3 separate regions of the Anas platyrhynchos genome follow, and all the other regions are linked to region 2. A link is a contact called in public Hi-C data. All regions are on one chromosome and are shown on one strand. The core of a region is the stretch at or near the end of the contact, and the rest is flanking DNA. Distances in the headings are between cores, read along the strand shown.

Region 1 (2,700 bases), core at 7-2,506, 83 kb before region 2:
TTCCTGTGCAAAGACTTCCCCTGATAATTGCATCAAAGATGTAATAAAAGTTATCAGCACTCCAGTTATGATAGTGAAAAGAAGGATAACAGTGAATCCTATCTTACCCTTCCGTAAGGAAACTGGAAAATGTCTATATAGTGTAAAAAGAGACAAAGCTCTGAAATTAGATAGCAATCCACATGGAGATGGACTAAGTGTCTCACAAACTACCCTACAAATCCTGATACAACTGTAAATTATTACCACACATTGACAAGCAGAAAACCACAATACGTAGTACTACTGTATATTTATGGTTGCATTGGACTGATTGCTGATACACCTTTAAGAATATATTGCAGCAGCTGGAGAAAACTGAGACTCAGAGCAAAGTGCAGAAGTTGTGATCTACACCTCCAAGGAGAAAGGTCAAAACTTGATTTAAAAACAAATGTCAGTATCAGAGGAGTAAACACTATCACTTTCAGAAACTCTCGCTATCATTCTCCCTGATGGCTACATGCAGCTAGCTATCAGAGAAGGTGTATTGTTTAGAAGTCAATTGTTAGTTTAATTCATTTGAGTATCAAATAACACAAGAATGTTACACGGCTGGCTTATTTTAACAGACCCCTATTACACTACATTTCTTACTCTGAATGAGGTATTTGAGTAATACAAAGATACACATGCAATTTCATTGCTAGCACCTAATCATGGCCATGGGAATATAAACACAATATATAAAACACCTGGTCTTTTCTGATGCAGTTACTTTCATAAAATCTTCCAATTCTGTACTGAATAACAGTCCAACGATTTGGAGTGAAACACTAGCTTATGACTGCTGGGAAAGGGGGCTGCTCCGCAATTTGTCACTCACTGGCAAACTCCCAGTGCAGCACTGGCTATTGGATCCAACCGATGCTACACGTCTCCCTGTGTGCTGAACAGCAGAAGACAGATGGAGAAGCTAATGCTAGAACAACAGATGACAGTATGAGCCAAAACCCATTTCAGATGGAGAGATGAGGAATTGAATAATGAAATAAAAACCCTAAGAATGTGTAGAGGGCATCCTTTCTCTTAGGTCAGGGAGACATTTATCATGCAAATAGAAAAGATTTCATTTCAGGCAGGAAATGCGTCAAAACAGAGATTATTTGACACAGGAAAAGGCAGTTGCAAACAAGTTTTTGCTATCAGGTAACCACATCAGAGATAGCAATGGCTGCAGTCTGTTTTTTAACCAAACTGTCTGTAACACAAATAAAACTCCAGCCTCTTTTCCCAATCAGCAGTGCAGTCAGCCTTCTTCCTGAAGCCTGAAGGACTGAATAATCATGAATGACCTTACCAAAATAAGCACTGGGACTCAACAGTTAAACTTCATGCCATGATGTATATATACACATATGTATATAGACAGATAGATAGATAGATAGATGTTTTAAGATCTTCACTGTGACTGGAAAAAATTGCATTCAAGATTTAGTGGTGACTTAGGAGCTCAGGTACCATTTCTACCTCTTGATATCCATGGATAGGTGCACTTTAGTCCAAATAACATTCAGAAAATGACTTCCAGAAAAGGAAGTTTGTCATGAACAAAATTTGCTGCTAGCATTACATTGCCACCTTTCATAAAACAAAACAAAACAAAAAAACACAATGTGGTCCATGTTATTTCCACTAAAACTAATTAGATATCTATAAGTGAATCTATTAAATACATAGGCTTGAAGTATTAACATAACTGGTATAGTTGCATGAAGTATACATATACATAAAAAAAAAAAGAGAGCCTTCAATCTGCTCATAGTCTTTCAGTCTCACAGGTCAAACAAAACACATACATTAGCTATTAAATATAAATTAATAATAAAATATTTTATATTTAACTGCTTCCCACTCCATTGGGACAGAATGCACAAAATTCCTAAGCATGACAAAGGAAAAAACATTGAAGACACATGACAGATGCAGCAGAATGGTAACACAATTCCTAAAAGTAATATATAAGTGCCTAGAATTTGAGGAAGGTTTTAGGTATTTTTCTTGTTTACTCCAGCTCATACAGTTGGTGATACTGACATACCTAGTTTATGTATATAAAACTGAGCAGAAGCAGTAAAATGTGCAAACCCCTCTCTAAAGGTTGTGAAAATGTATCTTTACTTGAATCTCCGGGATAACTGGATCTTCTACTTCATTCAGTTCTTGTCAATTGCTACTGCAATTTTTTGATCTATCTACTAGCAATGGCAGTAAAACAAAATTAACAACTCATTTTATAGTAGCCACCTGTAACGCAGTAGTTAAACAGCAAGTATTTTCAAATAATACTTGAATTCAATTATTTCAGAAGTAAAAGGCTGTTTACTGTTATATGTTTCAAATTTACTCACTTGTCCCCATATTCTACTTACATACAAATATTCCATGATGTTTGACATGAAAAACCTCATACAGGTATCATTTTAAAAGCCCACAAAGATTAAAGGACATGGCTAAAATACTTGCTACTACTGCCACATCATTCAAAACAGGCACTTTTGAAAAATGATTAGGATGATATAAAATGAAAATAGTGAAATGCATGCCAAAAAAATAATCTGCAGATGAAATAATCATCAGAATGTCTCTTGCTGGTTTCTGTTACCACCTACTCTTTCTGTCAGAACGCATAATTAGTATGTTGAGTGAACATACACAGGA
Region 2 (2,700 bases), core at 5-2,504:
CGGGCTGGCCACCTGGGAGGAGGTGAGGAGGGAGGTGGCGGAGCTCGGGGGCACGGCCGGAGACCCTCCCCGGGGGACAAGGTGCGCGCAGGTGGCACCCCGCCGGGGGAAAGCGCCCGTGAGCATCTCCACGGGGACCCCCGCAGGTGTACGCGGGGAAGGGCTGCGGCCGAGGCTCCGTCCCCTGCTCCCAAAGCGTTGTCCTGAGCTCGCCCGGGGGACTCGGGGGCAGTTTCCCACTGAGGAGGACGGGCGGCAGCAGCAGCCCCAGCGGCACCTGGAGGAGGCTGGGGCAAGCGCCCCGCACCTCGCTCGCCATGTTACGAGCCCAGAATAAAGAGGGTTGGGGCAGAAGAAAAGAGAGGGGGCAGAATAAAGAGGGGTGGGGGGCGCCGACGCCGGGGCCAAGGCAATCCCCTCCCCGCCAGACCCTTACCTTCCGCGGGCGCCTTCCTCCCGCTCGAGGCGACGCGGCGGCCGGTGGGGGGATCCGGGAGGGATTCGGGGGAGATCCAGGAGGGATCCGGGGGGGATCCGGGGTGCTCCCCGCCGCCGCCGGCCGGGGGCAGGGGCGGCAGGCGCGGACAAAGTGCCCGAGCGGCGCGGGGAGGGCGCCGGGCAGCGGGAGCAGCCGCGCAGCGGAGCGGAGCGGAGCGATGCCGAGCTCCCTCTGCCGGCCCGCCGCCCCGCCCCGGCCCCGGCCACGGCCCCAGCCCCGGTCCCGGCCCCGGTCCCGGCCCCGGTCCCAGCCCCCGGCCGGGGCGGGCCCGCGGAGCCCGGCGGTGGCGGTGCGCGGCCGCCCGCCGAGCCCCTGCTGCTCCGTCGCCCTGTCGAGGTTTGCTGGTCAGTTGCAAAACGCCGGTGTACTTTACTTAGAGCACCTCCCCGCAGCCGGGATGAGAGTTGCTTAAAACGATCTAAAGCATTTACCGAAAAAAAAAAAAAAAAAAAGCCACGCACAAAACCTACCCAGACTCCAAAGCAAAATCCCCGAAGATGTAGGTGTCTCTAAACCGACTGTAGAACGAGTCGGCTACACGAACAAAAGTCTCCTGTCCTCAATGGAAATCCCGGATGAAATCTCCCAGCTGTTTATGTTGTTTCCATCTGGCACCGCATCGCTCCCAGCCCTGACAATTTGCATGTGTCTTTCGCTCTGCATGGGGGAATAGTCCCGTGCACAGGTACTCCTGGTGTGCTGACAGGTAGCCAAAGCCCTGACACTACGTTGGTGCCACGTTCATGACTTTTATAATGAGCCATTTGCACCACTATGATCAGGCTAGTCCTTAAGAATGTCAATTTTCACTGATTTCACTTCCAAGTAACTTTCTGTCTTTTGTGACTCCATAGAGAAGCTAGAAAACTAATTTTTCGGCTGCATCAAACACACAAACAAAAGAATGACCCCCCCTTCAGGTAGCATATAAAATAGCTAACCTAGTTTTTTGAGGTTCAGTTCCTGGTTTTTGATACCGTGAAACTGGCTTGCAAGGCTTAAAAACCTGTTTAGTTATGTTCCCAGGTCTGCTTCCAGGTTTCTCCAAGATCCCTCACAAAGAGCAAAATTAAGAAGTCCAGTCTCTGAAGGTCTGAACCATCCATACAGCCATTTGCAGGATTGAGGCACGGTTATTGAAACATAGCAACAGGTCCTTTATGCTGCAATGTTTCTCTGATTGCCAGCCCTCCTCAAAAAAAAACACACGGAAGAAGTATAAACTAGTGAAAGAGCATCTGCTTTCTACAATTTCCACTTAGTTCCAAGAAATGAGACTTGGCAGGTCCTTGGATTTTATAACACTCCATGACTCATTTGCAGAGGCAGGTGAAGTCAGAGCCATCACTGCCAGAGTCATGCCCCTGACAGCTTCTCCAGCAAAGACAACGTTTTTCCCAAACACTTTCTCAAAAAGGCGAAAGGAAAATATTTCTCGGCTACTGTTTGCAGTGGTTTGGTTGCTGATACTCTTCTAAAGCAATGCTAGCTCATGCTTGACCTGGGGCTGTTTGGCAAATCTTCCTGAGAATAAGACCTGAGTGCTGCATACTGTGTTATTTCACCAGGCTCCTGGGCAGGTTCAGAGACAAAGGCAGTGGGCAGCACGCAAGCATGAGGCTTACTGCAGGCTCCAATGAACCAGGTAAGAGACAGTAACCAGAGCCTGCGGATCAGGCAGGAGAGGTGGGGCCTCAGCCCGCAGTTGTTTGGGAGTTCACCTCAACCCAGCTTCAAAAAACCTAGGAGAAAAAGCAAAGCAGTTCAGCCAGCTTCTCCTTCCTAGCTCTGAACTCCAAAAGCCCCTCGTAGCACTGGGTCTTCTCCTGATGGCTCTGTCCCTGCTACTTTTTCTGGTCCAGAGGGCTCTCCAGGAAGCAGGAAAGAGAAAAAAGAACTTCAGTGAAGTTATGGGGGTGGGGAGGGAGGATTGAAGCAGCTTTCGTGCACCTAAACAGGGAATGAGTGCATAGATACCCTCCACTTATCTTGATAACAGGAAGTCTGTTTCCAACAGACCTTCAAACCTTCAGAAATCAGGTTATGGAGAGGTCACCTCGGTCATTCGTGTGAATGAGCACTCACAGGAGCACTGACATCTGAACTGGCATTTCCAAACTATTGATACCAATCACCGCACACAGCCTCCCTAGGTAAGTAATAGCAATTTACACAGAAAAGTGCTCACCCCATTGACAAAG
Region 3 (2,700 bases), core at 133-2,632, 64 kb before region 2:
GATGTATGTGCCCATTTTAAAACATAAAAACAGGGTCAGCTGGGTGCTCTAATCAGCTCGAGGAGGTGGAGGATTACAGAAGGTAGAGATGGAGAAGGAAGGCGAATTCAGCCCTTTTCCTGTGACCAGACCCCTCCCCTGGGCACAAGCCTTGACTGCTCTCCAGTTCAACTGCTGGAGCAGCTCCTCTTGAAAATCTAGTACCCAAAGGAAAGAAAGTGCATCTGATGCACAGGAGGGTCCTCTGAGGGCACAACCACCACCTGCTCTTGCTCACACAACCCTGCAGCACCTGCACCCATCAGGTCCTCTTCTACCCTGTAAAAATTGTGATAGAGAAACGTTAATTGAATCACACCTGATAGTGCAAGGCGTTTGCAGGGGCCCTTGGTTTGGATTCTCATACCTGGCTAAAGAAAAGGTGCACAGGGTTTGCAGTGACAGCCTTGAGTCATGCTAATATCAACACTCATTTGGGGAAATACCAAGTGCTTCTGCTCTAGGAATGGGGAAAAAGTGCATGCATTTTTAGGCTCAAATCAGGGCATCTGCAGGAAAATTTCAAATCCAGCCCTGCTGTCCCCATCTTCCTCATTCTGCCTTTTCCCAGTCAAGAACACAAACAGCTCAGTTTGGAAGAATTCCTCAGAATATTCACATGCCTCCATGAAGAACATATGAGAAAATTATCAACTGTGGGGAGGGAGGGTGTCCATTAACATACAGACAGACAAAAACAACAGTGTCCTAACGTCTTCTCCAGCTGCCCAGATCAACTGGTGAGCTCCAGGGGCTCCTTGGCCAGGCTTTGGACTGCTTAGCAGATGGCTGCTCCTCAGCATGCACAGAGCATCCCCTCTCCTGCACGAACACTTTCACGGCAGCTTGAAGCAGAGGCACCAGTTTGCCAGGCACCACTCTCTTCCTCCAGCTTGGTGCAATCTAGAAGCTCAAGCAACACTAAACATCCGTTTTGCTTTTAATCATTAGCAGATGCAGCCATGCAGCTGCAATGCACATGACCAGAGGGCTCTGGTCTGTGACCAGGAAAGGACAAAGTGATCTGGCAGCACTCTGCCAGCGGCATCAATGGCCCTCCTTTCGAACTTCTGGTATACATCACACAGCCTCTTCGTTCTCTGCAGTTAAATCAAACGCACTAAACTCCAGCAGATTTCACTTTCTTTGAGTGGTTACCAAGCAAGTCTTTAAATTGCCCTCTATATATAATAATAAGGATGCTCTAATGAGGGCTTTTTCAGGAGGAGATGAGAAGCTTCTGGATGTGCTCATGAAATGGAAGAGCGTACAGTGTAGGGTCATGTACTTTGCACTTCCCTTATGTTAGGCTGTTATTATCTAGCTCTCCTTGTCATGCTCTAGTGCACTCCAAAGCAGGATGATACACATGATGCAGAAAACTAGGCACAAGTGATATACAAGCTACTGCCAAACTGACTGCAAATGCTTTTCCAGAGATGATTTTCCAAACTTTCCAAGCTGAGGCAAGGAACGGAATAAATCTCTCATTCCTAACTCACGCTATTGGCCTGAGCACAGGGTGCTTCATTAACCAGAAATGGCTTTTGGACACCCCCTGCTCAGGAGCAGAGGGCTAGGAGGGGTGGAGGCAGAAGCCACAGCTCCAAATTCATGCATTTTCATTCCTCTATAAAAGAGAAAAGATTGCACAGAACTTGAGGAATTTGGGATATATTTCAAGCCACAAGGCAACTGTAAGCAGTAAAATGTGGTTTTGAGTATTTGTATATTATCTAGAGAGAAATGCATTTCTACACTGTATTTTTTAATAATATATTTTGCCTTCTGTCCATATCCCACAAAAATAAACTTAGTTGTGTTGCTCTCCCCAAGCCTACAAAGATGGGAAGAGGAAAAAATCTCACTTCTTCTCTTTTCTTTTTCTTTTTTTTTTTTTTTTAATCCCTGGCTTGCTGTACACAGAAGATAAACACTTGAAAGTTGATTGCTAATATAAGAAATACTTGAAGCCACAGCTCAATATTTCAAATTAAAATAAAAGTAGAAAAAGGAGGTCCATAATGTTACCAAAATTACTGAAAACCCTGTTAGAAGACAAGTTGACATTTCAGAACTTTTTAGAAGTGGGATGCAACAGGTAAAGTCACAACACATTTCTAAGACAGACACTGCCTGGAAACTGAAATAATTTTTCAGTCAGCTACAAGATATGCTAAGATATGAATTAGAAGTGTAAAAAAAGTGTAAAAGAGCTTCATGCGATGCAAAACAGTCTCTCTCCCAATGAAGCTACAGTTTCACTTCTCAACCTCTACCCTCTTTCCAGAGAGGGGAAAGGAAATGAAGAAGCCATAGATCAATCAATCAGCTTCCATCGGCCTTTTCTTAACACTGATTTTGAAAAAGATTCCAATTTCATAACAATCAAGGGACTCATACCAGGATGATTCTCAAAGAAAAACATGGCATGAGTAATATTTCTGTGCACAGTAGTGCAGTCAGCTGGATGTTTTTGTCATCTTTACGACTCACTTCCAAATACCTCAGAAAATAATTTATTTCACCACAATATGCTCATTCCCAGGATTAAATCCCACACTGGGTAATTTGAGCATTAATGGTCATGGATAGTTCTGCTCAGAACGCCCAAAATATTAGTCCTGCTTGATTTAAAAACCTAAATCAGAAGAAATGATT

The links. Hi-C and Micro-C count contacts between places; a contact is called where the count stands out from the background.
Region 1: a contact with region 2 is called in a Hi-C map of subcutaneous adipose tissue, with 2.3 times the contacts expected there. The contact joins the enhancer-like site here to the promoter of EPS8 in region 2. A contact is called at or near these places in 3 of 8 Hi-C or Micro-C datasets (liver, skeletal muscle and subcutaneous adipose tissue).
Region 3: a Hi-C map of skeletal muscle shows a contact between it and region 2, with 1.5 times the contacts expected there. The contact joins the enhancer-like site here to the promoter of EPS8 in region 2. A contact is called at or near these places in 2 of 8 Hi-C or Micro-C datasets (both in skeletal muscle).

Annotation. Positions count from the first base shown.
Region 1 is chr1:66,424,230-66,426,929 of IASCAAS_PekinDuck_T2T, forward strand. All of the region lies in intron 4 of EPS8 (EGFR pathway substrate 8, signaling adaptor), which reads right to left. Among named protein-coding and RNA genes, the nearest start is that of EPS8, 83 kb to the right of the region's middle. Within about 2 kb of position 1,257, at least 1 of the 8 cell types and tissues checked has an H3K27ac peak or open chromatin away from gene starts, as enhancers often do.
Region 2 is chr1:66,507,112-66,509,811 of IASCAAS_PekinDuck_T2T, forward strand. It overlaps EPS8 (EGFR pathway substrate 8, signaling adaptor), which reads right to left and starts at 1,255. Exons shown (of 22, transcript XM_072040290.1): 1 at 970-1,255. LOC101803430 (a long non-coding RNA gene) reads left to right here. Exons shown (of 4, transcript XR_011810443.1): 1 at 1-22; 2 at 2,068-2,144; 3 at 2,517-2,652.
Region 3 is chr1:66,442,664-66,445,363 of IASCAAS_PekinDuck_T2T, forward strand. The region is part of intron 2 of EPS8 (EGFR pathway substrate 8, signaling adaptor); the gene reads right to left. Among named protein-coding and RNA genes, the nearest start is that of EPS8, 64 kb to the right of the region's middle. Within about 2 kb of position 1,383, at least 1 of the 8 cell types and tissues checked has an H3K27ac peak or open chromatin away from gene starts, as enhancers often do.